2 separate regions of the Sus scrofa genome follow, and region 2 is linked to region 1. A link is a contact called in public HiChIP or PLAC-seq data. All regions are on one chromosome and are shown on one strand. Each heading gives the region's core, a stretch centred on a gene start, on an enhancer-like site or on the middle of the called end of the contact. The rest is flanking DNA. Distances are from core to core; before and after follow the strand shown. Region 1 has its middle 71 kb from the start of CYLD. Region 2 holds the start of SNX20 (sorting nexin-20).

The links. HiChIP or PLAC-seq counts read pairs in DNA pulled down with a chosen protein or histone mark.
Region 2: an H3K27ac HiChIP or PLAC-seq map of alveolar macrophages shows a contact between it and region 1. The contact joins the promoter of SNX20 here to the enhancer-like site in region 1. A contact is called at or near these places in 2 of 5 promoter capture datasets (fetal liver and liver), 20 of 47 Hi-C or Micro-C datasets (alveolar macrophages, blood, brain and 13 more) and 2 of 2 datasets of contacts at active chromatin or transcription factors (alveolar macrophages and skeletal muscle).

The regions. Positions count from the first base shown.
Region 1 is chr6:34,047,519-34,053,990 of Sscrofa11.1, forward strand. No RefSeq gene overlaps it. Among named protein-coding and RNA genes, the nearest start is that of CYLD, 71 kb to the right of the region's middle. Within about 2 kb of position 4,118, at least 20 of the 83 cell types and tissues checked have an H3K27ac peak or open chromatin away from gene starts, as enhancers often do. A contact at or near this core is called in alveolar macrophages, brain and fetal liver, where this site is marked.
Region 2 is chr6:34,172,762-34,179,233 of Sscrofa11.1, forward strand. It overlaps SNX20 (sorting nexin-20), which reads left to right and starts at 3,992. Exons shown (of 5, transcript XM_021094194.1): 1 at 3,992-4,228.

The DNA.
Region 1 (6,472 bases), core at 2,868-5,367:
TGGTGTAGAACAGCAGCTACAGCTCTGATTGGACCCCTGGCCTGGGAACCTCCATACGTTACAGGGGTGGCCCCTCCCCCCCAAAAAAAAGGATCCAGTGTTGCTGTAGCTGCCACATAGGTCACAGCTATGGCTCAGATTCAGTCCCTGGCCCAGGAACTTCTAGATGCCGCAGGTGTGGCCATAAAATTAAAAAAAAAAAAAATTCAGTTTGGAAATGCCCTTGAAAATGACCTTCGTGTGACTCATTCAATGCTCCGGGGGTCATGGCAAGCTTCCTGGTGAGGCCCCCTGGGATACAGGCTAAGGTTCAGGGACAGCGTCATCTGGGAATCCGGGTGAGGTTCTTATAAGACTGGGAGACTACAGCTCAGATGCACCTGACCCAGGCGAGGAACAGACAGGCCCGCCTCGCTCGAGGTGTCAGGAGCCTGTGGCTGCCGATCCGTGCTGGTTCCTCCACCAGCGCCCACCCCCTGCCCCCAGCCCATTCTACCACCAGCAGAAACACTCAGTTCCCTCCTGGTCCCCGTCACCTCTGCGTGTTGGGGCACAGTCCCACCCACGACTGCTCTGTGTGTTGACCCAAACCAGCCTCCTCCATCCTGGTCCTGCAGGATGGGAGGAGGCGGAGGCCGGTTCATCTTTGGGGAAGCACCACAGTAAAAGTCTGCTCAACCTGTAACTCCTGCCACATCCCCAGCTCCACCAGCCTCCGGTTCTCCAAAGGGAAGCTCTCTGTTTTGTGCATTTGGAAGGTCAAGATGAAGGCTCTGAGTGTTCTGGCAGCTACACCAAGGATGGAACACGGAGCAGAGAATGGAATGGCAAGGGCTGGGCGCAGACCCAGTCGGGTCCATTTACACCAGACTGTTAACAGCCAAGAACCAATCTGACTCCATATTAGATCTGTTTCTTTTACTTTTAACTTTGTATTCTGTTGCTCTGAGTTAAGAATGTTGCCTTTGGCCCGAAATACACACCGATGGTTCATTTTCAAGGCGTCCACCTTTAAAGGGGATCACAGTTTTCCATTCATATAGAGATAAAAAGTTGCAGAACAGAGCCTAACGTTTGTCTTGTTGGAGGTTGGCAGGAATTTCGTGACCCCACCTCAAGAACAAAGGATCCTGACACCAAGCTACCGCCCTCCCCTCGCCTGCTCTTTCAAAATGCTTTGCTGAAACTCTTCAAGGAGTTCAGGGTTTGGGGGGTCATGAGCCCTCCTAGCTCCTTGCCTGGCCCTGTAATAAACCTTTCTCTGCTCCAAACTCCAACGTTTCCATTTGTTTTTGTCTCACTGGGCGTTGGGCACAAGGATTGAGTACCAAAACCACTAGAAACACCGTTCACCTTGGCCACCTAACAACGGATGACGGCTTGGCTGCTTCAGTCTCCCCAGTGTGATCCTGGCAGGTCGTGCCATCCCTTTAAGACCCCCTGCACCTCACCCAGAATGGTCCTCCTGGGGTGCAAATAGCTTCTACTTTGATCCAGCCATTGGCTGCAGCCCTGGATCCTCTCACCAGCCTGCCCACACCTTGGAGGGGGTGAGATCTCGGCTGCTCTTCCCATCTTTCCAGCTGCAATCCTCTCCCTCCTGGGGCGGCGGTAGCATCGGGGGCGGGGGGGGGGTGTCATAAAACACCCTCCGATGTCTGCAGCCCCTCCAGCCTCCCTTCCCTCTCACAGAAGCAGTCTCTGCCCCCCACAACTGCCAGGAGAGACCTTCCACACCAGCGGCAATGCACCTGTCTTGGTCGTGCTCAGTGACCTCCACAACTACTGCCCAGGCTCCCAAACACCCCGGCCCAGCACTGGACTCACAGCTCACAGACTTTCCCCCCCATGATCGCCTTCTGTCAAATGGCCCCTGCCCAGCCACCCTCCCTACACATCCCATCACCCGTCACAAGGGTTGCAGTTTGGATAATGCCAACAAAGGGGACAAAAAAAGAAAACAAAAACATCAAATTGCAGTCGCGTTGATCTATGCAGTCAGTGTACTCACTGCCAACGAACTTCAGTGCCCTCAGACCAACCTCTGTACAAACAAATTCAGACCTACTATGAGACGTGTTCTTATAATCCACTTTTGTCACCTAATACATTGCGGACCTTGGCTCCTGACATTTAAGATAGGATGTTCTCAGAGTTCCCACTGTGCCGCAACGTCAATGGATCTGACTAGCATCCATGAGGATGCGGGTTCGATCCCTGGCCTCGCTCAGTGGGTCAGGGATCTGGCGTTGCCGTGAGCTGTGGTGTAGGTCAGAGACATGGCTCGTATCCCACGTTGCGGGGGCTGTGGTGTAGGTTGGCAGCTGCTGCTCCCATTCGACCCCTAACCTGGGAACCTCCCTATGCTGCAGGTGTGGTGCTAAAAAGCAAAAGGAAAGAAGGAGAGAAACGATGTTGTCAAAGCATCTCTGACAGCTGCCTGCCAAGCTAGCCAGAGTCTGGCTCCACCAGAAAGTGATCCAAGACCTGCCTGTGTAAGTTTCTCAAGTTTGGTCACATTGTGAACAACGCTGCCTGTGGTCTTATCACTGATCTCGGGCATGATCCTTGGAAAAATGTCCTTGGAAAAATGTCCTGGCAGTAGAATCTCCAGGTAGAAGAAAAACATTAAGGGTTTTGAAAAATAAGCACACAGGAATTGACTCCCGTGACTCACAACCTGTGTGTAACTGTTGCGGCGGGTCAGGGGGCAGAGGAAGAACAAAACACGAAAAATCTGGGGTGGGAGGAGGGGTCATGTACCAGACCCAGACACCCTCAGAAGTGAACATGGGGGAGTTCCCGTCATGGCTCAGTGGTTAACAAATCTGACTAGGAACCATGAGGTTGAGGGTTCGATCCCTGGCCTTGCTCAGTGGGTTAAGGATCCGGCGTTGCTGTGAGCTGTGGTGTAGGTTGCAGATGGGGCTCGGATCCTGCGTTGCTGTGGCTCTGGCGTAGGCTGGTGGCTACAGGTCTGATTCGACCCCTAGCCTGGGAACGTCCATATGCCGCAGGAGCGGCTCAAGAAAAGGCAAAAAGACCAAAAAAAAGACAAAAAAAAAAAAAAAAAGAAGAAGTGAACATGGGGACGGGACTTAGAAAGCAGGGGGGGCTTCTGGGTGTCAAAGCACAGCAGAGACTACAGCCCAGTCCCCCCTACATTAAGGGATGGAGATACAGGTGCAGAGAGGGGCCACCAGGAAGGTGGCGACCTCCAGTTCTGCAAAACGAGCCCCGTGCTTTCTGCAAAACGAGCCCTGGGAGGTGGAGGGGGGTGGGGGCAGAACCGGCTGAGAGGGCAGCCTGGGTGTGGACCAGCCATTTCCCACCTGCCAAGTGGAGTGGAGAGACAGGGAAGTGTAACATCCAGCAGCAGTGATCAGCATGGGCACCTGTGCCAGGCGCTGCTCCTGGGCTTAGGGTCCGTGGTCACTTACCCCACACCACTAAAGGGAGTGAAGGGGGCAGCTATGGCTTGGTAAATGATTCCTTTTCCCACTTGCACAAAACGGAGTTTTTGCAAGCCTTAACCCACATGCAAATGCTTTCTGCCTTTTGCTGACAAAGTCTTTTCCGCAGTGGCAGGGTCTAGGGTCATGGTTCTTAAACACATACGAGTGTGTACAGGAGTCACTGGGTGGGGGGGGGAGGTGTTCAAAGTGCAGAATCCAGGGCCCCGAGCTCAGAGCGTGATGCTGTGGTTTTGTGTGGGGCCGCTGAGCCTTAATTCTTAAGGACCTCGATGACTCAAATGCAGCTTGTCTGCAGATCACGCTTTAGGAAACTCTGATGAGAATGTGGTCGATTTTTGCAGTGAGACCCCAACAACATTCGCTAAAGTTAGTCCAGTAGATACTAGGCGCACACTGGCAGTCTTTTCCCACACCCCATTTCCCCAGAGGAGGATGTTTCTAATGAAGGGAGAAATGTGCACCGATTGAGGGGCTTGACATCAGGATCCCATTATTTACCTACTTTCTTCCCATAAAGCTAAGGATTTGTATGTACTTCATTTCTCTGCAGAGTCCCGAGAAAAGCCCTCATACCGGATCTTACAGCCTTCGCCCAGCAGATGGCACTCACTCATTTTTAAATGCCATTTATAAAAAAGAGGCCGAAAGCTCAAGATAGATGGAGAGACAGAGAGGGGGCAAGACAGAAACAGAGAGAGGACAGTCACCAGCAGAAACGTCCAACAACAATCAGCTGTCCTGAAGTGACACAGAGGAAGCTTAAAACCCTCCTGGATGGAATTGGTAATCTGGTGTGCGGCTTTGACCAATCGCCACCGTTCTATTCAGAAATCACCTGCTGCTTTCCAAACCTGGGCTCTGGCTGCAGAGCTATCTGGGTGCTCAGATCTAGGACACGGTCATAACCTATTATGGCCACAAGATGGCAGTGCCGCGCCAGGAGGACAAGGCACAGGAACATTCAAATCTTAAAAAGCCATCTAAAGACTTGAGAATGTGTCCTGAAAATACGATCCTGGTGGGAGAAGAGAGGGGGAAAGAGACGTGTGGGTTAGATTTGTACTTTGTCTCTTAAGTGCACGATTCTGCTGCTACCACTACAGCTGCTGCTCCTAGTGGCTGCCCTTTACGGCGGGGTTACTGGGTACCAGGCTGTGAGAAGCACTTGACACGCATGCGTGGTTTCACTTCCCTGTCATAAAGCCTTCGGAGGGACGTTCCGCGATGTCTCCACTTCTGAGAGGAAGCATTATGTGGGGAAGCAGAGGCTGGGACCTCGTGTCTTTTCTCAGAAGACGTGGGGACAGAGATCCAATTCTGGCCACATCCACAATAGTGAATGGGGAGGATTCTTATGCGCAAAAGGCTGGGGTTCCTTCTTTGCGCAAAGAGTTGAGCACCTACTTGGGCCAGGCTTTATTCAAGGGGCTAAGGAAAGAGCCCTGAAGAACTAGTGAAGAGTCCCTGCTTCTCGTAGCGTCGGCAATAAACCACTAGGGCCCTGGGAGATGCCCTGGAGAAGGTAAAGGGCCAAAAAGTGCCCGGGGGCGCATTTAACGCCGTGGTGAGCTGAAGCAAATGCCGCCAGCTCCCAGCAGCAACCGTTCCATTTTCAGGAATGTTATGAGTCATTATGGAAGTTTAATCATATAAGCTTATGGATAAGCAATGAGACCCCACTGTACAGCACAGGAAACTCTAGCCAGTCTCTTGGGAGAGACCATGATGAAAGATCATATAAGAAAGGGAATGTATATAAATTCCCGCTGGTCAGATTCGTTTCCGCTGAGCCACCGCGGGAACTCCCGGGAAATGCGATATACCCTTGTGCCAATCCTACCTGCCTCTCTTCCTGGTGCCACCTTCAGGGGTGTCACACTGGCAGCTTGCCATCGGCCATGGAGAGCGTATTTACCTCTCAAAACTGGCAAATGCTACAGACAGATCAGGGCTTCCCCCCACCCCGCATCCCCCTGCCCAGAGAGTTTGCTATTTAACATTGACCAGCACGCCACTGGCTAATGTGGTCTGAGAGGGCCTCTCAGGGGAGGTGACCTCTGCCCGGGAATCTGAAATGCATTTAGTCCTTCTATCCTGCTGCCGCCTAGCCCGTGCCAGCCATCAGGGGTAACGCACAGGCGACAGCATGGAAATAGACTGCACAACAGAGTCTGAAGTTCAAAGATGGCCAGAAAGGGTAAAACACACACTTGTTTCAAATACGTAGATTCCAAAACCATAACCCCACCAGGGCACACCTCACAGAGCAGGCTTGCCTGTCCTCAGCCGTTTAGGATGCACAGGTAAGAAGCTACACGTCGTGGCCCAAGACCTGATCTCATGAATCCTGCAACCTGGTGAGACCCTGCTTGCCATCAAATGGAACGTGCAAGATTTGACCTTGGAGGTCACATTCAAGCTTCTCACAAAGTGGGGTGGGATGGCAGAGGGGGACTCAGGAGGCCTCTCAGGGAAAGTCACTTTCTTTTTTTCTTTCTTTTTTTAATGGCTGTACCTGTGGTACAAGGGAGGTTCCAAGCTAGGGGGTCGAATCAGAGCCACATCTGCACCCTACGCCACAGCCAAGCAAAGCCAGATCCTGTACACCAGAACCCACTGAGCAAGGCCAGGGATTGAACCCCTGTCCTCACAAACACTATGTCAGGTTCTTAATCCACTGAACCCCAGTGGGAACTCCTGGGGAAGTCAGTTTCGATCCAGCTCTTCAGACCTGAATTCAGCCTCAAAATGTTTTGGAAACAACAGGCTTTAAAACAGACTTGGAGTTTCCATTGTGGCTCAGCGGGTTACAAACCCGACTAGTATCCGTGAGGACACAGGTTGGATTCCTGGCCTCACTTAATGGGTTAAGGATCGGGCATTGCCATGAGCTGCAGTGTAGGTCACAGACGTGTCTCAGATCTGACATTGTTGTGGCTGTGGTGTAGGCTGGTGGCTACAGCTCCGATTTGACCCCTAGCCTGGAAACCTCCATA
Region 2 (6,472 bases), core at 2,742-5,241, 130 kb after region 1:
CCCCTCCCCCACCCAGCTCCATCCCAAATCACAGCCTCTCTCCGGGAACTCAGAGGCTCCTGCAAGTCCCCAAGCCCCTCATCTTTTACAATCACAGCCCGTCAGGAGGCTTCCCAACCTCGAGACGCCCCATTCCTTCCGCCTTCTACCTGGACCCCGGACTCCTGAAGGGGAAACCGAGGCAACCCCTCTCTGAGCCCGGGGGCCCGGACGGCTCGGAAACCAGCTGTCCCAGTCCAGGAGGAGGGGTTCGCGGCGGCGCCCCCGTCTACCCGCGGCCCTCGCGCTGGGCTCAAGAGCACTCACCCGGGGCATCCGGAATCCTCCGCGCAGTGGGAGCCGCGACTCCCGGGGCTCAGCTCTTGCCAGGAACGCGCGGCGCTCGGCCCCGCCCCCTCCGTGCCCCGCCCCTTCCCCTGCCCCGCGGCCCCCCCTCCCCCGCGCTTCCCAGGGGGCAGATGGCTCGCCGCCTGGGCGCTGCCAGCCTGTGCTGACACACACACACACACACACATATCCTCTGAATTGAAAATCTAGGAAAGCTGTTGAGGTCAGTATGAACCCATGCGCCGCACCCTTTAAGGGTAAGTCCATAATGACCTAAAGCCTTAATATTGTGAAGTCCCAGGACAGTTTTGCTCAGTGTGATGTTTTCATGTTAGGTAACAGTGGACAGGGCATTTAAAGTTCCTTATTTTCCTTTCTGTTCTTCTAAGTTGAGACAAGCCATCCTAGTTTAGTGCTAATAGGGCTTGAAGGTCTCTTTAACACGACCCAGTCGACTTGGGTCTGCCACGATATCTAACTAGAATTTACTAGCATCGTTTTGATTACATTAAATTTGCTTTCTTTTACGATTTCTTATTCTTCCCAGCAAGTGATCGCTGGTTGTTCATGGACGGTATTAACGTAAATGTTCCTTTTAAAACATTTGTACTTGGAAATTTTTAGATGTGAAGTCATTTTCAAGGAAAAGAACTGACATTGGCATAGTGCTTACTATGTGCCAGGGTTTACAGACCTTAACTCTGTTAATCCTACCCACGGGGTATTGATTATCAATACCCTAATTCACTGAGGAAGAAACTGGGGCAAAGAAAAGTTTCCTAATCTATCCACGTAGTGACAGCCGAGCTGAGATGTATTTGCCTCCACATGTCTGACACCAAAGTTCATGCTCAAACCACTACCCCACACTGCCTCCAGGTAAATACCCGCACAGGTAGTGCACAGTCGGCTGAGGCTGGGAAATGCCACACTAGAAGAACTGAACCTACCCCAGGAAAATCATTCCAGATGGCGCATAGATCTGTCTACAAGGATGTTCACCCCCATCTTAACAGCAAAAAGCTAGAAGCCTCTTAAATCCCCAGTCATAGCAGATTACTTAAGAAAAGTGACAGAGCAACTGAACCAGGAAAAACTTAACCAACTTACCTCCTCTCATACCCCACACCCAAGCTGGGAGCAAATTCATCAACTTGACCTTCAAAATATATCCATAACATGACCATTTCTTATTGACTCCACCATTCCTACCTGAGTCCAAATCACGTCATCTCTCACCTACGTTATGCTAAGAGCTCCCAGCCAACCCTACTTTTCCAACTAGCGTCTCTTCCACCCCAGCCTCGCCCTGACCTGGTCTCCTTCTCCAAGCAGCCACCAGTGTCCAAAGCTGTCCACAAACAGGCCCAAACGAATGAACATGTGATGCACCAGCATCCTTGGAGCTCTTGGTCCTACCGCCTCTGTGCTTTGCTCACTCTGGGCTCCAGTAGGAGACAATAGGTTGAAAAGCATAGACTTCAAACTCAAGTGAGCCTGGATTTGAATCCCAGCTCTCGATGCCTTTGGGCCAGTTATTTAACCTTGACCTCAGTTTCCCTGACAGCTAAGAGGTTGATGACAATCCACTTAGATCTTGTCATGAGGAATACATATAAAGAATTTGGCACCTAGGAAGTACTAAACACTCTATAATAGGGATTTTATTTATTTATTTAGGTTTTTAGGGCCGCACCTGCGGCAGAGGGAAGTTCCCAGGCTTGGGGTCCAATCAGAGCTGCAGCTGCTGGCCTACACCACAGCCACAGCCACGCCAGATCCGAGCCACATCTGCGACCTGCATCACAGCTCACAGCAACGCCAGATCCTTAAGCCACTGAGCGAGGCCAGGGATCGAACCCACATCCTCATGGATACTAGTTGGCTTTGTTACCTCTGAGCCACTATGGGACCTCTCAGGAATGTTATTTACTGGGCACAGTAATATTCCAGGCACGGCACTCCCATCCATCACATAATCCTTACAACATCTTTATGGAATAGGTACCACTCTTTCTCCCCACTTTTTTTTTTTTTTTGTCTTTTTGCCATTTCTTGGGCCACTCCCACGTCATATGGAGGTTCCCAGGCCAGGGATCTAATTGGAGCTGTAGCCACCGGCCTACGCCAGACCCAAGCAACGCAGGATCCGAGCCGCATCTGCAACCTACACCACAGCTCACGGCAACACCAGATCCTTAACCCACTGAGCAAAAGAAAAACAGTTCCTCAATCCTCCATCATCACCCTTCTTTTTGGGTTAGAAAAAGCATCCCCTTTACCTGCCTGGACATAGGAGCCAGCTTGGAAAAGCAGAGAGGGCTGGATTTCAGCCTCACTCCTGCCCTCTGGAGGTGCTCTGTGCTTCAGACGGTATACAGTGATGGCCCTCAACTCCCACCAAACTCGTCGAAGCTGTTACCTAAACGAACCGATCTCCCAGAAACAAGATGTTTATGTTCGCTGATAATGAAAATTAGATTTTCTTCACATATTAGCACATGCATCTCCATGGATCCTTACACACATCAGAAGGACTGACAGTCCTGAGCTTGTGTGAAGCCCAGGAGGGGCTGAGGTGTTTCCGCACCCCGGTTCCCCCGCTATGTTTCAGCAGATCCACAGCAGTGCCCTGCACCACACTCTATCTGTGACCTTGATATTAAAACTCTGCAGCATTAAGAACTTTTGAGATTTAAAAAAAATTTTAACATTATTATTATTGCTTTTTTTAGGGCTATACTTGCAGCATATGGAAGTTCCTAAGCTAGGGGTCGAGCTGCAGCTGTTGGCCTACACCACAGCTCACGACAACGCCAGATCCTTAACCCACTGGGCAAGGCCAGGAATCAGATCTGCATCCTCATGGGCACTAGTTGGGTTCTTAACCCGATGAGCCACAACAGGTACTCCCGAGATTTTTTTAAAGGCTGTGGAAAAACAAGATTGCCATGACCAAATTTTATTTTGCATTTATTATTATTATTATTTGTCTTTTTGCCTTTGGTAGGGCCACTCCCGTGGCACATGGAGGTTCCCAGCCTAGGGGTCTATTTGGAGCTGTAGCCGCTGGCCTACGACACAGCCACAGCAACGTGGGATCCGAGCCGAGTCTGCGACCTACACCACAGCTCACAGCAACACCGGATCCTTCACCCCCTGAGCGAGGCCAGGGATTGAACCCCCAACTTCATGGTTCCTAGTTGGATACTTTAACCACTGCGCCAGGACGGGAACTCCTTTGACAAAATTTTAAATTACCTATAAACAAACACTTTACCGGTTTGAGTTTTCTTTACCAGACATGTGGTCGACCATTTCTTGTTGAATTTCTCAACAGAGGTGTGTTGGTCTTGGAGTCCTAAGCTTGCCAGACACGGGGAACTGCAGTGAGGAGTTGTTTACAGTATTCAGTCATTTGCCCAATGTGGAATGCTTTGGTGCTGGGAGGATCTTTAATTTAATCTCATGTTGCACTGGGAGAAACTGACATTCAGAGAGCCAAGTGCCCTGCCCGGGTCACACAGTGAACCTCAGCCCCATCTCCATGGTTCTGCCTTCGCCCACTCATTCATTCATTCACAGTTACTGAGCAACCACTAGGTGGCAGGCACTGCGGTGGATCCTGGGGACAGAACCCTGATACCAAGTCCCACCGCAGACAAGGCATTTGAGACACGCACTCAACAAGTAAACACATGAGCGAAACAGTGATGCGTGCAGGCAGAGGGGTCAGGGAAGGCGGTGCAAAGGAGAGGCAGTGAAGCCGAACCCTGGGCATGAGAGCCAGCCGGTCGTGGAGGCAACTGAGCGCAGGGCATGGCCGGCTGAAGGCATGGCCAGGGCAGAGGCCGTGCCGCGTGTTTGAGGAACAGGAAGCGGTGCAGCTGGCCGGTGCATGGTAAGTGATGCTGACAGGCTGTGCAAAGAGGTCAGGAAGGGGGCAGGCTGCAGCTCACTGAGGCCTCAGCAGGGGTCTGAGTTTACCCAGAATGCAGTGAGAGGCCATCCAGTGGTCAAAGGGGTGTGAATTCTAAGAGAGACAACTAGATTCTGAAGTGCCAGCACTTCCTTTCCTAAGTCCCCGGGGTCCCTCCGTGTCCCCTTCTCACCTTCTGGCTTCAGCACTGCAGAGGGGGGAGGGGAACGACACCCACTCCCGCCCTCCCCCGTAGCCCGTGACACGCCTGTTCTTACATGGAGAGCTTTTCCGCTGCATAGAGAACCCTGTCCTGCAGAGAAAAGCCCACACCTGGCAGGTGGCCAAGGGTGGCGACTCCAGGTCCCTTTGGACCAGCTAGGTCCTTCCCATGCAGACCAGACACTCCTGCGCATCTGGGGGGTTTCCAGAGCATCTCCTGCCCCCAGAAGAGGAAGCAGTGGCTTCTACACACTCCTCCCCGTGGTTGCAGGCTGCAGGAAGGGCTGAGCCTGCCTTGGCATCTCGCAGACTCCAGGCTCAGGCTGGGGGTGAGAGAGAAAACTGGAACCTGGAACATAGCAGGACCGGACTCAGAGAGGAGGGGAGCCGGGGTTCCAGCCTGGCTCTGTGCAGAGCCCTCAACGCCATACCACACCAGGCGTTCTGTGTGAATGAGAAATGGCCCCAGCGCTCAAGCCAGCAAACCACAGATACACTATTAATGATGCTCCCCCTGAGTTACACGACTGCATCCCTGACACAGGTGGATGAATATCAGATTCTGCATTGCGCTGCAGGGCTGGGGCATTTGATGGCCATTTCAGTAAAACAAGGCTAGTAGGTGAACATGCCATGGAAAAATCATTCAACCTCATCAACCTCATCCCTTACACCATACCCCCAAAATCCCCTTCGTCTAAGTGCATTACAGAGCCCCGAATGAGAAAGGCAAACTAGAAAGCTTTGTAGAACCACAGGAATTGTCTGCATTTGCACAGTGCTTACTAGGTACCAGCATCATCCGAAGGGCCTTGTGCATCCTAACTCATCTTAAGCCTCACGATGGCCTGTGAAGCTGTTGCGGAAAGAACCATAAAGCACAATAAAGGAGAGAGGCCCACCGTCTCTCAGGTATGACACCCGCAGTGAAAGCAAAGACTAATACCGTTGAAAGCTTTATTTATCAAAAGATCCCCCTCCCCCGACCGGAGTACAAATGCATACCATAGGATGGGGAAAGAAATTGAAAGCATATCTATGCAAATAATCCATAAGGAAAATAAACAAACTGTGAAGAAAATAATCCAATAAAAAAAAAATGAGCAAATGGGAGTTCCCTGGTAGCATAGTGGATTAAGGACCTGGCATTGTCACTGCAGCAGCACCGTTGCTGCTGTGGTGCAGGTTCAATCCCTGGCCCGGGACCTTCCCCATGCTGCAGAGGTCTGTTAGTAGGAAATAAATTACAAAGGAAACAAGGAATGAGCCCCTATCAGAAGCAGGGCTAGGGAGGGGAGGGCTCATAGCTGGGGAGAGACATATGGTGGGCTTGTTGGGGGAGCTGGAGAGGTTTTATTTTTTTAAATTTTTATTAAAATTCCCTCTGCATACCTGCAGCATACGGAAGTTTCCAGGCTAGGGGTTGAACTGGAGCTGTGGCTGCTGGCCTACACCACAGTCACAGTGACGCAGAATCTGAGCCTTGCCTGCAACCTATACCACAGCTCACGGCAACACTGCATCCTTAACCCACTGAGTGAGGCCAGCAAACGCACATCCTCATGGATACTAGTCGGATTCTTTTCTGCTGCACCACAACAGGAACTTGGAAGTTTTATTTTTTGTCTTGTCCCAGCCTACTGACCTCTGGGCCACAAGCTGTGGCAGTGGCCACATATCACAGAACTGCCCAGAGGTCTGGCTTCCTTGGTACTTTCTGTCGGGGCGTGTGGGATGCAACTTCCCCCAGAGAAAGGCACCATATGGAACTATGAGTCTGTCCCACTTTCCCTCCTCCAGGGGCACAGGCTCTGCATCCCACCAGCTCGCTGCTCCAAGCCTCAGTTTCCCCATCCGTCAGTGGAGCCACATGGCTCTGGCTATGCCCAGCTCGCTCAGGTAGGATAATGAACATTAAAGGGCTTTGGGAGCTAAAGTCTGAGAATGCCAGAGGTTGTCAAGGTTACTGAGGGTCCGCCAGGTGGCTGCAAGGCTTTGGGTGCA